2 separate regions of the Zea mays genome follow, and region 2 is linked to region 1. Evidence: chromatin contacts called from public Hi-C data. All regions are on one chromosome and are shown on one strand. Each heading gives the region's core, a stretch centred on a gene start, on an enhancer-like site or on the middle of the called end of the contact. The rest is flanking DNA. Distances are from core to core; before and after follow the strand shown.

Region 1 (3,835 bases), core at 1,194-3,693:
GCCACACCTGGCATTTGCCATCTTCGCACTGCAGGAAACAAGACAGCAAGATAAAAGATTAACAAGGCGCATGAAACCAAAAGAAACTGGTTGCGGTTAAGAGAAACTGTGTTCACGTCATATGTGCCTTTCAAATGAAAACAAAATACATGCACATATATAAAAGGGTTACCTTAATCATATTGTCATTTAGCAATGTGCTATTGCAAAGGCAGCGGACCTTAGTATCCACATGGTAGAAGTCAGGCGCTTCCTCTTTGGGCCTGAAATGACTGAAATCTGATCCACTGTGGCTTCTAGAGGGAAGGTCAGGAGCACATACTTGCATTTTCCTGCTAATAAAAGCACCGAGGCACAAGAAGGAAATAAGTCAACAACTTCATGTGACGTAGTCAACTCTCTGGTATGTATTCTTGTACTGAACATTGAGAAACAGATGGAATGGAACCTGTATGTGTCATCAACAACTTTTGCCACCGCCTCCCTTGTAAGAGCATTTTTCCTTCCCCATCCATGATGATGTTGACCTGCAATAAGCAAATAGAGCTTAAGAGCAAGATTTCATGGAAAGAACAAACTTAGGGATTCAGAAGAACAAAATCTGAACTAGTTGATGCTGTATAACAGAAGAGATCTTTTCTTGACCAATCATCAGCTCAAGGACAAATAAATAAATGGCCCATATCAAACTACAATGGCACAAACAGATCTACTGGCTTGAGCACAACTGAAAAGTAATACTAACCAATATTGAAGCATAAAAAATGCAGCAGTTAAAGACAACAATATTTGGGGGGTGGGGGCAAAGACCAACATACCTTGCTCATCTGATAAAATAGCCAATACCCTGTCAACAAGGTCCTGCGATCAACGATTACGAAAACAGATCAGATACCATCAAGTGCAAAGCTGAGGCACGTGCAGTGAAGATGAGATTCTGAACGTGTTCAAGGAAACAAAAAAAAAGAAGATAGTTCTGATTTCTGATATTGCAACACTGATGAATTGAGGCTTGTCCTGCAAACCCATGGTTACTGCCAAAACAAGTTGTGCACAGCACGACAGGAGACAGACCCAACAATGATGTACGGGCAGATGACTAGCTCACCCTGGAGGCTCATATGACATGCCTCTAATCAGTTGTGATCCTACATATCCGGGAGAACAAAGTGCCCCACAGCAAAAATAAGAGCAAAACACTTGCTGACCTGCTTCTTTCCTTGCTTCGGTAACCCCAGCTGATTTAAGATATCTTTGAGCTCCTTTATTCTAAAATACGCAAGTTTATCCTGTGACGAACAGGGAAAGAATCAACATGTGAGATCTTCAAGAGCGACTGTTACATGTTGCGTGCTTGAAGTACACCGCCACACTTGCCATGGTTAATCCATAGAACAAAAAGAAACATTTCAGAAAAAATATCTCCAGCAGCTTAACCATATTCATACCCATATTCAAACTCCACTCTGCATATAGTGGGAAAATACAGTGTTTTGGGTAAACTATGGGTAACACGGTCTCAGTTAGCCATGCGCAAGCTAGGAGCAGCTTAAGTGAGTACTGCGTCATGCAACAGAAGAATCCAACACTAGCCTATCAATTAGTACAATCCATGAGGAGTTGATTCGGCGGCTAAGACAGCATAGAACACCTACCCCAACAACAGCACGCAGCTCCAAAACTCGGGGCTTGACGACAGCGGGCAGCGATCTAAGAGGCCGAACCGCCGGCCACGCGATTCCGCATTTGGAAAGAATGCACTGGTGCCAGCAAGCGCAAAAAAAGTAGGATCCGAGCTCTCAGCCAATCCATCTAAACATCGGCGTGGAAATAACCGCCGGGCGGCAGCGGGCAGCGGAGCGGCGGCAGGGGCGGGAATCCCACGAGCCCAGCCAAATCATCCGGGAAATTCGAGGGGAATCGGCGGAGATCGGGTGGCGAATTGGGCGCGGGCGGACGTATACCTTGCAGCTGGAAGCGAGGTCCGACATGGCCGGCGCCCGCGCAATGAAACCCCCGGAGGGGCACGGGCATGGGGAGAGGGCGATCGAGGGCCCCGGCGCCGGCGAGGAGATCCGGCGATCGGGGCGCCGAATTGGGACGGCGCGGGTGCTGCTGCGGCGGGGCTCCCTCGCGTGGCGTCTCTGTGGCCTCCGCCGTTTGCGTCGACGACGGCTGCCTGGACGGGGCAGGGTTTTCCTCTCTCTCTCTCTCTCCACCTCGCTCTCGTCTTCCTTGGCTCGCGTCGCGCGTGCTTGTGGGACGGGTTCGTCGAGAAAGGGTGAGGAGAGAGGGGGGGCGGTTTCTCTCTCCTATTCAGCCGCCGCGGCGGACGTATCGGCCGCTATCAAATCCGGTTTTTTGCGGGGCCGTACGAGTCCGCGACCCACCCATCCGGCGTGCGGGGTTGGTCATGCCGTGCCCTGCCCGCCCGCCTTCACTTCACTTCCTCTACGACGACCAAAGCGGGGAGCCGGCGACCCCACCCACCGCTGTGCATCACTCGTGGCGTCACCGTGGGCCAGCCCGATCCGATATGGGCCGGGCTGATATTCAACAACCCACGGCTTTTGGGTACAACTCAGACGCGTCGGTTTTTAAACAAGAGATGGGTGGCATACGCAGTGGGTTCTCTTTCGCTGAAATTCAGGCCTCCTAGGATTGGTAAAATGTATGAATAAAAAAACGTAGAAATAGAGTTGCATGACAATTATAGTTCTATAGAAATTTAAAATACAGAAAAACTTTTGAATAGAGTGTTTAGATGCAACACAAGAAGAACATAGGAATTAGAGGAGAGAGATAGACACAAAGAAAAGTTTCCAAGAGGTTGGATCTCTTGATATAAATCCTCCAAAATCTTACTAGAATGAGTCATCATAAAGGAATTTTATAGAATTTGTAGTAACTCAATCCTTTATTTCAAATGGCTACATAGGAAAATTTTCTATATGGTTCTAATCCTTCAAAATTCAAAAACTTTTCCTATGTTCCAAAGGGGCCTCAAATAAATCGAGCCACCTTAGGCCACCTCCAAGGGTGTTCTGTATACCTCCCCAACCCTAGGTGGGTGATGTGGGTGATATTTAGGGTGAAAACCTTCAACGACGGTTCTCTCCACAACCTACCCCATACCGGGTGAGTTTCAATCTACTCCCACGCTTTAATTAATGTATTACTTTGTGATATTAATCCCTTTTAAGTATCGTAATCTAGAAATGATGTGTATTGTAGTAATACAAATAGTGTATGTTTTTTAAAACTTCAAGTAATGATGAAAAAATATCAAATAACTGAATTGTAGTATATAGGGGAGCTAGATAGGGTGAATGGTTGGAGACTTTGAAAGGGAAATGTGTCCTTGGGTGATTTCTATTTCGTTTTGCTGATTAAATGTTCAACACGTTATTTTTGGACTAACATCATCTTGCATTAGCATGAGCACATGTAGTTAAAGCAAATCGAGAAAAAGGCATTTTACGCTCGAAAATGGGAATACTACAAATCGATGTGGTTCCAAGTGAAAAAGGTATGCTCCTTGCACTTAGTCAATTGTTTTAGGTACTAATCATATTTGTCTAAGTGCTAGAGACTATATGAAGTCAAGTCAAAAGGAGCCAAAGAAGTTTGTCTCAAAAGAAAGAAAGTTGGGCTGGTCTCGGCAGCACCGGACAGTCTAGTGCCACCCACCGGACAGTCCGGTGTGCACCGCATAGTCCGGCGATTGTACGGCCGAAGAGGCTGCTCTCGGGTTCAGTCGGGCTCCCTCGGCTATAATTCACCGGACGGTCCGCGCAGAGTGTCAGGACAGTCCGATGTGATGGACATCCAATGG
Region 2 (4,087 bases), core at 430-2,929, 200 kb after region 1:
GGCTAGCTCTCTCTTCACTTTTAGTTCTAATGGGAGTTCTAGACTAGTTGGTGTCTAGTTCACCTCTGTCTATCCTACTTTTTAGAAGAAAAATGCTTCACATAGGATCCACTCGTACTATTGGGGTACGACCAACGTTAGTCTACGACTATTGTTGTCTCTTATTCCGGACTTATGACTATGAGCCATTAAATGATTCTAGTCATACCTGAATCTATCACTAGAGTCGTATGTGTAGCAGCACTAAAAGCCTCATCTAGAGCCTCTCATGCGACATAGTCATCATGATCGAAGGATACCCAGAGTACTAGAAAGAGAGCGAGTTAGGAGGAAGCACGTCATAGGTCGGTGGTCATGCTGAACCTAGGCATGAGTGAGAGCCAGCACATAGGCAATTAGAGAGGTTGGTCATAGTATGTGAAATACCCTACACTCTCTTGCTACTCATCGATTGATGCATAAAAAGGAGAAAAATATTAAAAGCTCAAACACCCGTGACCAACAAGGCCTTCTAGCTCCTTCTCGCCTCATGGTTGTGGTGGAAGTTTTAGCCTAATGTCTCTAATCCTTCTTTAATTATGACTACCTACTATATGAACTCTAGTGCTAAAGCATCTAGAAAATGTTGAATGTGTGAACCCTTCCCTTAACTCTCCTAACACGTTCCTCAACTCCTTCCTTTTATAGTGCAAGGGAGGAGAGAAGTTACGTGAACATCAGATCCCACCCACTAAGACCCAAATACATTGTATATTTTGCAAGCGCACACATGGCTACAAGATAGATGCATATACAATATAGTGACCTTGAGTATCGTGTAGCCTAAGCCATGGCAACAACATGCTTTATTAGGTTTCTAATATCACACATCACATATTTAATGTATTGTACCTGAGAACTATCCGTTAATCTTACGGTTGGGACTTATCCTTAGGTCATTAGATGTTTAATTCATTTCATGGGGTCGTACAACCTAGATAGGTCTAGAGATATCATTATATTTTGCGACAGGATTATAGTTATGTGTATCGAGTCCCTTGTTCTACTAAAGCAGCCTTGGGCCCCGATAGCCTCGACTCGAGGCCTAGCCGACTTCATGAAGCGAGATCGGGAAGCTTAAGGACCCTAGGGCCAGCAGAGATTTTCTTGCGTCTAAGTGTCATTATGTGTATTAGGACTCGAACTATTCTAAAGATCTATACTTCACCACATTCGGGATCACGGGTCTAATAGGCTTAGGGGTGTTTGGATGCATGAATTAAAGTTTAGTCCGTCATATGGGATATTTAAATGCTAGTTGCAATCATTAAATATAGTCTAATTATAAAGAATAATTATACAGATAAGGACTAAAGAATAAAACGAATCTATTACGCCTAATTAGTTCATGATGTGACCATGTGATGCTACAACAAATATTTGTCTGACATGAATTAATTTGGCTTAATAAACTCGTCTCTTCATTTAATCTTTACCTATATAATTATTTCTATAATTAAATTATCTTTAATACTCATAATTGACATTCAGGTTTTGATATAACACGGACTAAACTTTAGTGAGAACAACTAAACACCCTTTTAATTTCATAAGTATCATGAGGTATGAGGGCCCAGGGCTTGTGAGCATTGTGGTAGATGCTGCACGTTGCTGTCGGTGTGCATCCGTGACTCGTTCTATTTTTGCGTCTGTACGAGCGTTAGTGCACTGCAGGTAATATATGGTCATCCTCATCTATAGTTGCCGCCAAACTTGGAAATACCGGCCGGCGCGTGCCACACAGCAAGCAGCTAAATGGACTGCTCCAGCGACACGGCCGTCTGCGCCGTGGCCGTGGCCGCGGCCGCGGCGCCATCACCTCCTTCGTCATCGCCACGGCCGCCGGCGCCGGCGCTGAGCCCGTGCGCCGCGTGCAAGATCCTCCGCCGCCGCTGCGTGGACCGCTGCGTGCTGGCGCCCTACTTCCCGCCCACCGAGCCGCACAAGTTCGCCACCGCGCACCGGGTGTTTGGCGCCAGCAACATCATCAAGCTCCTACAGGTCAGCCTTGTCGCCACGCCATGCATTGTGTTGTGTGTGCTTGCATGCAGCAAGCAAAGCGCACGCACGCACGCATGTCATGAGTCATGACCGAGACTGCGACTGATCACTCTGACTGACCGATGGATCGATCGTTCGGACCATGCGCATGCAGGAGCTGCCGGAGGCGCACCGGGGCGACGCCGTGAGCAGCATGGTGTACGAGGCGGCGGCGCGCGTCCGGGACCCCGTGTACGGCTGCGCCGGCGCCATCTGGCAGCTGCAGAGGCAGGTGAACGACCTCAAGGCGCAGCTGGCGCGCGCCCACGCCGAGCTCGCCGGCGCCCGCGCCCAGCACGCGCACCTCCTCGCGCTCCTCTGCGTCGAGGTCGCCGCCTCCTCGCCGCCGTCCTACGACTGCGCCGCCGGCTACTCCGCCTCCCCCTCGCGTCACCAGCTAGCGGCGGTCGTCGCGGCCAACCCCGTGATGGCCGACGCCGTCGACGGCGCCTTGCATCAGACGCAGGCCGGCCCCGTCAGCTGGGCCGAGGAGGCGCTCTGGACATGAGCTCGATCGGTCCGGTCCGGCGGTCCCTGCACCTACGCTACCTACGACGACTGTTCGTCGTCGTCAACGCAACGCCCAAGTATATACTATATGCATACGTATACAGTTTACATGTAAGTTTTAATATATGTGTATGGTGGGTGCATGTAAGTTTTACTCGGTTCCATCATGTCGTAGTTCCAAGTTAACCAAAGGGGTTAACGTGGTTCCGTGCATGTCATATATATATATATATATATATATATATATATATATATATATATATATATATATATATATATATATATATATATATATATATATATATATATATATATATATATATATATACTAGCTGTATGCCCGTACGTTGCTACGGCGGCAACATATTATGATAAAATTCATTATATGCAGAAACATTAATCATCATTCTACATATGTGCTCCCCAATGAACAAACAGATGTTAAGAAATCAAAAAGGATAGGAAACAAAATCATCGACCAGCTAGTTCATAGAAGGGAGTAGCGCTTTCCCGGTCAGCATCCCACCTTTTTCTAATCATATTCCACCTTGTAAAATTCAATTTGGTTCTACAAAAAAGTATATTCAAGAAACAATTGAACGGACTCATCATAAGTTGATGAAACACGATTTTTTGGTGGCACACTGACATATAGTCGAAGTAAAAGCAGAAAAATGTAGAACAATCGCAAACTTGAAGAAAATATATTTTCAATGCAAATAACATATGCATAAAGTCTCGTGCCCGCGCGTTGCGACGACATATAAATTATTTAATAAAATGTTAGTGTATAATAATTTATACATAATAAGACTAAAAACAGGTGCCACACCAATCTGGAACATTTGGTAGAAAAAATAGCACAGATAGTAATCCTCCAGACCATAATGCTCGTCCTCAAAAAGATGGTTAGCCTCTAGAGGATTACTTTGATGATCATCAATGCTATATACTGTGACCGTGTCCGCATGATCGTTATTGTAGTTTTTTTGCCCCGAGTTGCAATATTCTCTTCAGTAGTTTATGTGGGCGTGTTACTCGGGAGAGGGTTGGATGTTGAAGAGTCAATATTGGCCTTCACGACTTGATGTGTGTGATTGTGTGCACCATCCGCCTCATTTGATCTCTCAAATCTTCTGGATGTACTTGTCTCACCAACAAATTTCCACTGGTCATCAAATCCATGAGATAGAACCTCGTACTCCAAATCATAGTTGGATTCATCATCTTTAGATTCTGTCAGAATGAAAATGAATAATCAGGGACATTTCATGATTTTAAATTGAATAATTTAAAGTAATATACCGGTGCAAAGATTTCATGACAAGTTCTATGTAAAAGAGGGGCAGCAAATTCTAATAGCTGAATTTACTTGATAGAGAAAATTTCTAAGCATGCCATGTCGTCCCATAGTTTTCCAAAAGTGTAGAGCAAGCAAGGTTAAGATCAACAATCATCAGTGTCAATTTACTCAGTTATAGAACTTAATTACCTTGTT

Evidence for each region. Hi-C and Micro-C count contacts between places; a contact is called where the count stands out from the background.
Region 2: a contact with region 1 is called in a Hi-C map of leaf, with 5 times the contacts expected there. The contact joins the promoter of LOC103635941 here to the promoter of LOC103635939 in region 1. A contact is called at or near these places in 3 of 25 Hi-C or Micro-C datasets (leaf and tassel).

Annotation. Positions count from the first base shown.
Region 1 is chr8:135,184,314-135,188,148 of Zm-B73-REFERENCE-NAM-5.0, forward strand. It overlaps LOC103635939 (E3 SUMO-protein ligase SIZ1), which reads right to left and starts at 2,444. Exons shown (of 17, transcript XM_008658309.4): 1 at 1,965-2,444; 2 at 1,209-1,289; 3 at 819-861; 4 at 449-527; 5 at 173-332; 6 at 1-28. The coding sequence starts at 1,991.
Region 2 is chr8:135,385,959-135,390,045 of Zm-B73-REFERENCE-NAM-5.0, forward strand. LOC103635941 (LOB domain-containing protein 1) reads left to right here and starts at 1,680. Exons shown (of 2, transcript XM_008658312.2): 1 at 1,680-2,040; 2 at 2,195-2,587. The coding sequence starts at 1,795. The coding sequence ends at 2,587.